Linked DNA regions of Sus scrofa: region 2 is linked to region 1. The links are chromatin contacts, called in public Hi-C maps. All regions are on one chromosome and are shown on one strand. The core of a region is the stretch at or near the end of the contact, and the rest is flanking DNA. Distances in the headings are between cores, read along the strand shown.

Region 1 (3,895 bases), core at 414-2,913:
GAAGACGTTTCCCGGCACCATGTAAAGAGGGACCCCGAAAGCCAAGATCTTCGTTTCAATCTCTCTTCCAGGTCCCAGGGACCTCCAAACTGGCCCCCCCATAATCTCTCCTGGGGCCGGCTAAGATTTGGGGGGAGTCTGAGCCCTGCCTAAATCCCAGCCTCCCGGCCGGGAGTACCTAACAACTTAGAAGTCCTCCGAAAAAGTCTTTTAAAAATTCGGGAGTCCTCGGAGCGCCCCCAAATCTGAGGGCTCCCGGGAGAACCTCACCGGCACCACCCGGAGCCTTGGGAATCAAGGGAAAGTGATCAATATTTGGAGCCCGTCCAAGGGGGATCGGCCTCAAATTCGAGGCTCCCAGTGCCCTGTCCCTAAATTCCAGCCCGGAGCAAGCTGGGGGGAGGGGGACAAAGGCGGGGCGGGATCCCGCGCCGGGCAGGGAAGGGTCTAGAGGCAGTTCGAGGCTCACCTCATGGCTGCTCGGCTGGCGGGCGGAGCGCCCACGGGGTAGGTGCTCCCGGGGCGCCCCTGGCTCGAGGTTCAGGGGTTCGGGGCTGGCTCCAGGTTCTGCTCAGTCTCCCCCAGGGTCCCGCCCCATAGAGTCCGGCTTCCTGGGGGGAACGTGGACAGGGCCGGCGCGGATCCTCAGGCGCCTCCTCCCTTTGGGGAGCTGATCCGGGGTCCTTGCGGCAGAAAGGGGGTGCGGCGTCCCCTCCCCGGCGCGCCCCCTCAGCTGGCGGCGGCTACAATGTTACTCTTACTACTGTACTTCTCTTCGCTACATTTCGTTCCAAAATTCCACTCCCCGCACCCACAATGCCCTGCGCCTTAAAGGGGCCGCGGACACCTCCAGGCTGTGGGATTGGAGGGTGGAGGGTGCTTAAAAGGGCAACGCGGAACCTTAGACTTCCGCTATTTCCCTCTTCCCCAACGTTATTGCACAGCGATGCACTCTGGGGAGTCACCCCCAAATTAGGGGGGCAAGCTTGTTGGGGGGGAAGGGATCCTTCCTTCATCCTTAGTTCTCTCTCATGATAGAAATTCTCTGGGGACTCTCAGTGGGGGCACAATCTCTTCTCACCCTCCCCATCGACTTCTCCATTTCTTTACATTCTACTCAGTGTGGGGGGCGAGAAGGACCCTCTGGTTAAGCATAGATTCAAATTTTCTCCCTTAAATCCTACCTTCGGACCTCCCCCAACGTCTCTCTCCTCCGCCCGTTTATGAAGCTCTACTAAGGGGTGCACCCCCCCCTCCGAGGAGGGGGATGGGTGAGGAGGGGCCCCACCTCCTTCGTTGCCGCCCCCCCCACCGCGCCCGCCCAGGGAAGGTGAGGAGGAAGTGGGCCGAGGGGGCGCGGCTGGCCGCTGACTCACAGCCGCAGGGTGTGGGGGGGGGCGGGGGGAGGGGAGGTGCGGTGCAGGACCTGAGTGGGAATGGGACTCCTGGTCCCGCTGCGAATAAGGCCCACGACCCCCTCCCCACGCACTCCCCGCCGTGACTCAGTTTCGTCGGCGGATGATGGCGGGATCATCCAACAATCCGAGGACACGGAGGTGGGGGGACTCTCCCTAGCGCCTGATCCCGCGAGCCCCCACCCCCACGCGCCAGCTTGGGGCTGAGTCCCTACACCCTTCCCGGGCGTCCGCAGCGGGTCCCTCAGGCTCCGCCCCACGTGACGTCACCAACACGGTCATGCCCCTCCCGTAGAGCGCCACCTGGCCTGGGTTAGATGCCCTAGGCTGGTGTGGGAGCCTGGGAAATCATCAGTTCCACTTTTCGAAATGGGTAAACTGAGGTCTGGAGGCAGGTTGTAAGTATGGGCTCAGCATTCTTGCCTGAGCCTCCTAAAACTCCACTGGTGCCTGGGTGCAAGGTATGCGTGTAAAACAAACAGCTCAGGGCAGAGCCGAGGAGGTGAGGAAGTTAACCTTCCCAGCCTTTTTCCAAGCTGAATCTGCTGCCTGGGTGCCGTCCTGACCTTCACGTCATTTCTAGGCTGTGCTCTGTCGTTAAACCTTCTCTGAAGAATGGAGTGATCCTCTTCCCTTTTCCACTTCACTCTGGGAGACCTTGAACCCCGATCTACGGTAGGATACAGTTGTTTTGGTGTGTTTCCTCAGGCTGTGGGTTCTTTGTGGACAGAGGCAAACTTGATGGCTTTCTGGGTCTTACTAACCCAGCAAAGCAGCTCAACACACATGTACCCAACTGCATGAGAACCCCAGTTCTGTGTGACCGCCGGCAAGTCCTTTCTCTTTTCTAGGTCTCAGCTTTCCCATCTGTGAAATGGAAGGGGTGTCACTTCTGTGTGGCCACCTGGACTAGAGTCAGCAAACTTTTTTTTTTCTTTTTTCATTTCTGGCCCAGGCAGCAGCATGAGGAAGTTTCCAGGCCAGGGATTGAAGCTAAGCCACAGCAGTAACCAGAGCCACAGCAATGATAGCGCTGGGTCCTTAACCCACTAAGCCGCCAGGGAACTCAGCAACCTTTTTCTATAATCATCCAAATAGTATATATTTTAGGCATATTAGGCATAAGCTCTCTTTTGCATCTTCTTTTTTGAAAAACAACACTTTAAAAATGTAAAAACCATTCTTAGCTCAGGTGCTATACAAAACAGATAGCAAGACCCCTTACTCCAGAGAAACTCCTGCATATGCACACAGGAGCTCAATCAAGGATCTATCTGACAGCACTGATGTAAGGGCAAGAAAATTGGAAAGAGCCAAAATGCCCATCAAGAAGGTGATGGATAGCGAGTAAGGTGCCTAAGTGGCATGAAAGATGTCTTTAACACACTATTGAGTAAAAAAACCAAATTGCCAAGTGATACATAGGGTATGAAAAATATCTAGGCAACACCGCAGGTACCGTATACATGTGCGTACATGCCCAATAGAAGATCTGGAAAAATCTACTCCAGACTCACTGCAGTGGTTACCAATAGGACAGAGCATGGGATTGTGGCAGGTTTGATGGTCATAATCTCAAGCCTCATCTTGAAAATGCCAAGTTTAGTCTTGCCACTAAGCTTTCACAATGGCTGTTTCTTCTGCCTTGGGACACTCTTCTCTAGGGTTTTTGCATGGCTGTCTAGTTCCTGCTCAGCTTTCCCCTCCTTAGCGGTCTCACCTGATGTCCCTTGTCTAAAGCAATCATGCCCAGGTGGGAAAAAAAGTTGTTTTTTTTTTCTTTTTAGGGCCACATCTGCAGCATATGGAAGTTCCCAGGCAAGGGGTTGAATCAGAGCTACAGCTGCCAACCTAAGCCACAGCCACAGCCACACTGGATCTGAGCCTCATCTGTGACCTACACCACAGCTCATGGCAATGTCAGGTCCTTAACCCACTGAGGGAGACCAGAGATTGAACCTGCATCCTCATGAATACTTCATGTTCTTAACCTGCTGAGCTAACATGGAAACTCCCCCCAGGTGGAAAATTGAGTGGCTATGGGGCAGGGGATGGAAGAAAGACTTTTTATTGAGCCATTTTGTGTCCTTTGAATTTCAAACCAAGTGAACTTCTTACCCATTGAAAAATTAATAACATTGTAAAAAAACTAAAGTAATTTCCCTCAGGCATATGGGAGGTTCCCAGACTAGGGGTCCAATTGGAGCTACAGCTGCTGGCCTACATCACAGCCACAGCAACGCCAGATCCAAGCCACATCTGTGACCTACACCACAACTCACGGCAACGTCGGAGCCTTAACCCACTGAGCAAGGCCGGGGATTGAACCTGCAACCTCATGGTTCCTAGTCGGACTCATTTCCGTTGGTGCCATGACGGGAACCCCCCCTTAGCCGTTTTCTTATCACATCCCTGTTTCATTTTTCTTGAGACACTTCTCAGTGCCTGAGATGACCTTATTTATGAGTTCCCTTGCTTGC
Region 2 (3,731 bases), core at 811-3,310, 250 kb before region 1:
GCTGGGAGAGGAGGAAGAGAAGGCCGATGAGGGGAGAGAGGAGGTGGAGCAGGAGGTCGGGCCCCCGCTGCTGACGCCGCTCTCAGAAGATGCAGGTAGGCATCCTCGCCTCATACACTGCCAGCTCTGGTGGAGACTGGGAGGAAGGTAGGGGGAGCAGTGAGACTGGGGGGGCACCTCTCTGAGCCTCAGTTGTATTCTCATCTAGAGAATGGGCATCCCATCTGGCGCGTGGCAATGTGGGCTTTGGGGGAGAGAGAGAGAGGGTTTGGGAGGCCTCCCCAGAGGAGGAAGGACATGAGCTGGATTTTCCAAGGCTGGGCAGGAATTTCCTGCGGTTGAGACTTCAGGCGCCTGGACAAAGGAAGAGAGAGTCTGAGAGTGGGCGAGGAGACAGAGTCTGGATGTGGACCCAGAGTCTTGCCCTGTCCTCTGACCCCTGGTCCAAACCAATGGCCGACCCAGAGGGAGTCTGGGGGTGTCGGGGGCCCTCAAGGCTCAGTGCCACCTTGCAAGGGAGGTGAGATAAGTGTCTCCATTTCCTGGGAGGGGTCACTGAGGCTCAGACAGGTGAGGTGGCTTCCTAAGGTCACCTGGCAAGAGAGCGGTCGGAGCCAGGGTTCAAACACTGAAGCCAGTGCTGTTCATTCCCACAGTTCCCTTCATGCCCTTCTTTGTCCTCCTTCCTTCTCTCTGCCTCTGCATGAGGAGCTGCAGCCTAGTCTCTGACCTCCCTGGTGCTCTTTGCTCCCCACAGAAATCATGCACATGTCACCCTGGACCGCCCGCCTGTCCTGCAGCCTCAGCCCACAGTATTCCGTGGCCGTGGTGCGCTCCAATCTCTGGCCTGGGGCCTATGCCTATGCCAGTGGCAAGTAGGTCTTTCCTAGTCCCTCCCAGTGGGGGGCTCCCCTACAACTTCATCAGAGCCAGGCCGGATGGGGCAGCTCACTAGGGTGGGCTGAGACTGGAAGACTCCGTTAAGAAAGTGTCCAGGGGTTGACCTCCTCACTCAGCTCCCAGGGGTCCCACTAAGGCTAAAAGGAGAAAGTCCTGACTAAGAGGCCGTGAGCCCCTTGCATGAAAGAATGGAGGGTCAGAAAGAGGAAGAAGGGGAGTTCCCATCGTGGCGCAGTGGTTAACGAATCCGACTAGGAACCCTGAGGTTGTGGGTTCGGTCCCTGCCGTTGCTCAGTGGGTTAACGATCCGGCGTTGCCGTGAGCTGTGGTGTAGGTTGCAGACGCGGCTTGGATCACGCATTGCTGTGGCTCTGGTGTAGGCTGGTGGCTATGGCTCCAATTAGACCCCTAGCCTGGGAATCTCCATATGCCGCGGGAGCGGCCCAAGAAATAGCAAAAAGACAAAAAAAAAAAAGAAAAAAGAAAAAAGAAAAAGAAAAGAAAAGAAAGAGGAAGGAGGGAGTTCCCGTTGTGGCTCAGTGGTTAACAAATCTGACTAGGAACCATGAGGTCCCTGGCCTCGCTCAGTGGGTTAAGGATCTGGTGTTGCCGTGAGCTGTGGTGTACGTCACAGACATGGTTCGGATCTGCCGTTGCTGTGGCTGTGGTGTAGGCCAGCAGCTGTAGCTCCGATTCGACCCCTAGCCTGGGAACCATCATATGCTGCGGGTGCGGCCCTAGAAAGCAAAAAAAAAAAAAAAAAAAAAAAAAAAAAAAAAAAAAAAAAAAAAAAAAAGAAAAAAGAAAGGCAGAGGAACTGACTCACTGACTCAGAGCCACACTGCAAGTGCAGGATTCCAACCTGAATATCTGGCCCACTGGCCCAAGCTTTCCTGCTGTATGAGGCATGGAGCCAGACAGAACTCAGACGTCCCCTTGGGGGTGGCACTTGTAGGGGCAGTCTCCATCTCGGGGGATGCTAACTCCTTTCCTGGGCTCCCTGGACAGTTCTTTCAGTTTGAATGGTCTTCACGCTGTGGGCAGTATGTGTCCCACCAGAATCCCCTACCAGTTGCACCCAAAGGATCAACAGGCTGAAGTCACCCCCACACCATCCCGCCCTCAGTTACACACTCTGGACAAGTTCCTCAGCCTCTCGCCAGGCACGCGGCAGTTTCTCCGCTCAGCCACTAAGTGGAGAGCGCAGCCTGCGGTGTGGGGCATGCACTTACCAGCTCTGCCCACCAGATGGCACCACGACTTGTCATAGTTTTTCCTTTTCCACGTCAATGATGAAGCTGTACTGTTATTTGCTACTATGATTCGCTGCTTTGATTCATGTGTAATCATGATCATTTAACCACATTCTTGGCAATTTTTTACACTTGCAGAAGCATGGAGGAGGCATGCTCCATTTTGCCAGCGCCCTTCTTCTGGCCACACCCTACCTAATTTGTCAACATTCCTCTGAAAGCAAAATATCCAAACTTGGAGCTCCACTCACTCATCCAGCCTCCACCCCCCAGCTGCCTTCCTATCCACCACCCAAGTCACTTTTTTCTTTATAAAAGCCTTTTTTTTTTTTTGGTCTTTTTAGGGCTGTACCTGAGACATATGGAAGTTCCCAGGCTAGGGGTTGAATCCGAGCTGAAGCTGCTGGTCTACACCATAGCCATAGCAACCGGGGATCTGAGCTTGGGCTTCGAACTACACTACAGCTCAGGGCAACAGCAGATCCTTAGTCCACGGAGCAAGGCCAGGGATGGAACCCTCATCCTCATGGATACTAGCTTGGTTTCCTTTCCATTGAGCCAGGACAAGAACTCCATCTTTATAACAGCCTTGAATGTCATTGTTTGTCAGCTGGCCCCAGGCACCTTGTTGAAAAGGGAGGTGTGGATCCTGCCCTGGGTTCAGGCCGAGGAAGCGTAGCTATTAATTGTACAGCAGCCTCATCCTTCCTCACCTTCTTAAGCACCTCCCACCCCCACCCTCAACAGCCCCTGCCACATGCCCTGTTAGAAATGAAAAGAAATATAACTAGGGAGAGAGGAGGAACAAATAACAGCTAATAATTGTCATGTCTTGAGGGGATCAAGGAAGAATTCCTGGGAGGGGAGTTCCTGTTGTGGCCCAGTGGAAATGAATCCTACTAGGAACCATAAGGTTGTGGGTTCAATCCCTCTCTCAGTGCACTAAGGATCTGGCATTGCCACGAACTGTAGCGTAGTTTGTAGATGCGGTTTGGATCCTGTGTTGCTGTGGCTGTGATGTAGGCCTGCAACTACAGCTCAGATTTGACCCCTAGCCTGGGAACTTCCATATGCCACATGTGTGGCCCTAAAAAGCAAAACAAAAACAAACAAACAAACAAAAAACAAAAAAAGAATTCCTGGGAAAAGCAGCCTTGATCTGAAATCTTTGGAGAAAGAAAGAACTGGGGGGAAAATCTGGCAGAAGAGCATTCTAGGGATTTCCCATCATGGCTCAGTGGTTAACGAATCTGACTAGGAACCATGAGGTTGCAGGTTCAATCCCTGGCCTTGCTCAGTGGGTTAAGGACCCAGCATTGCCCTGAACTGTGGTGTAGGTCATAGATGTGGCTCGGATCCTGCGTTGTTGTGGCTGTGGTGTAGGCCAGTGGCTACAGCTCTGATTAGACCCCTAGCCTAGAAACCTCCATATGCCAAGGATGTGGCACTAGAAAAGACAAAAATAAATAAATAAAAGAACATTCTAGACCAGAGGCTCCCAAACTGTGACTAGATAGGACTCGCTCGGGGATCTAGTCAAAGCGTGGGTTCTGGTTGCCTGGGGTGTGGATTGGAGCC

The links. Hi-C and Micro-C count contacts between places; a contact is called where the count stands out from the background.
Region 2: a Hi-C map of embryonic fibroblasts shows a contact between it and region 1, with 1.6 times the contacts expected there. The contact joins the enhancer-like site here to the promoter of VASP in region 1. A contact is called at or near these places in 8 of 47 Hi-C or Micro-C datasets (alveolar macrophages, embryonic fibroblasts, fetal heart ventricle and 5 more) and 1 of 2 datasets of contacts at active chromatin or transcription factors (alveolar macrophages).

Annotation. Positions count from the first base shown.
Region 1 is chr6:51,870,578-51,874,472 of Sscrofa11.1, reverse strand. It overlaps VASP (vasodilator-stimulated phosphoprotein), which reads right to left and starts at 1,663. Exons shown (of 13, transcript XM_021094561.1): 1 at 470-1,663. The coding sequence starts at 474. LOC110261012 (a long non-coding RNA gene) reads left to right here. Exons shown (of 4, transcript XR_002344692.1): 2 at 1,999-2,090. PPM1N (probable protein phosphatase 1N) reads right to left here. Exons shown (of 5, transcript XM_021094558.1): 5 at 3,327-3,895.
Region 2 is chr6:52,122,855-52,126,585 of Sscrofa11.1, reverse strand. It overlaps RSPH6A (radial spoke head protein 6 homolog A), which reads left to right. Exons shown (of 5, transcript XM_021094594.1): 4 at 1-95. Among named protein-coding and RNA genes, the nearest start is that of DMWD, 6.8 kb to the right of the region's middle. Within about 2 kb of position 2,060, at least 12 of the 83 cell types and tissues checked have an H3K27ac peak or open chromatin away from gene starts, as enhancers often do. A contact at or near this core is called in embryonic fibroblasts, mesenteric adipose tissue and omental adipose tissue, where this site is marked.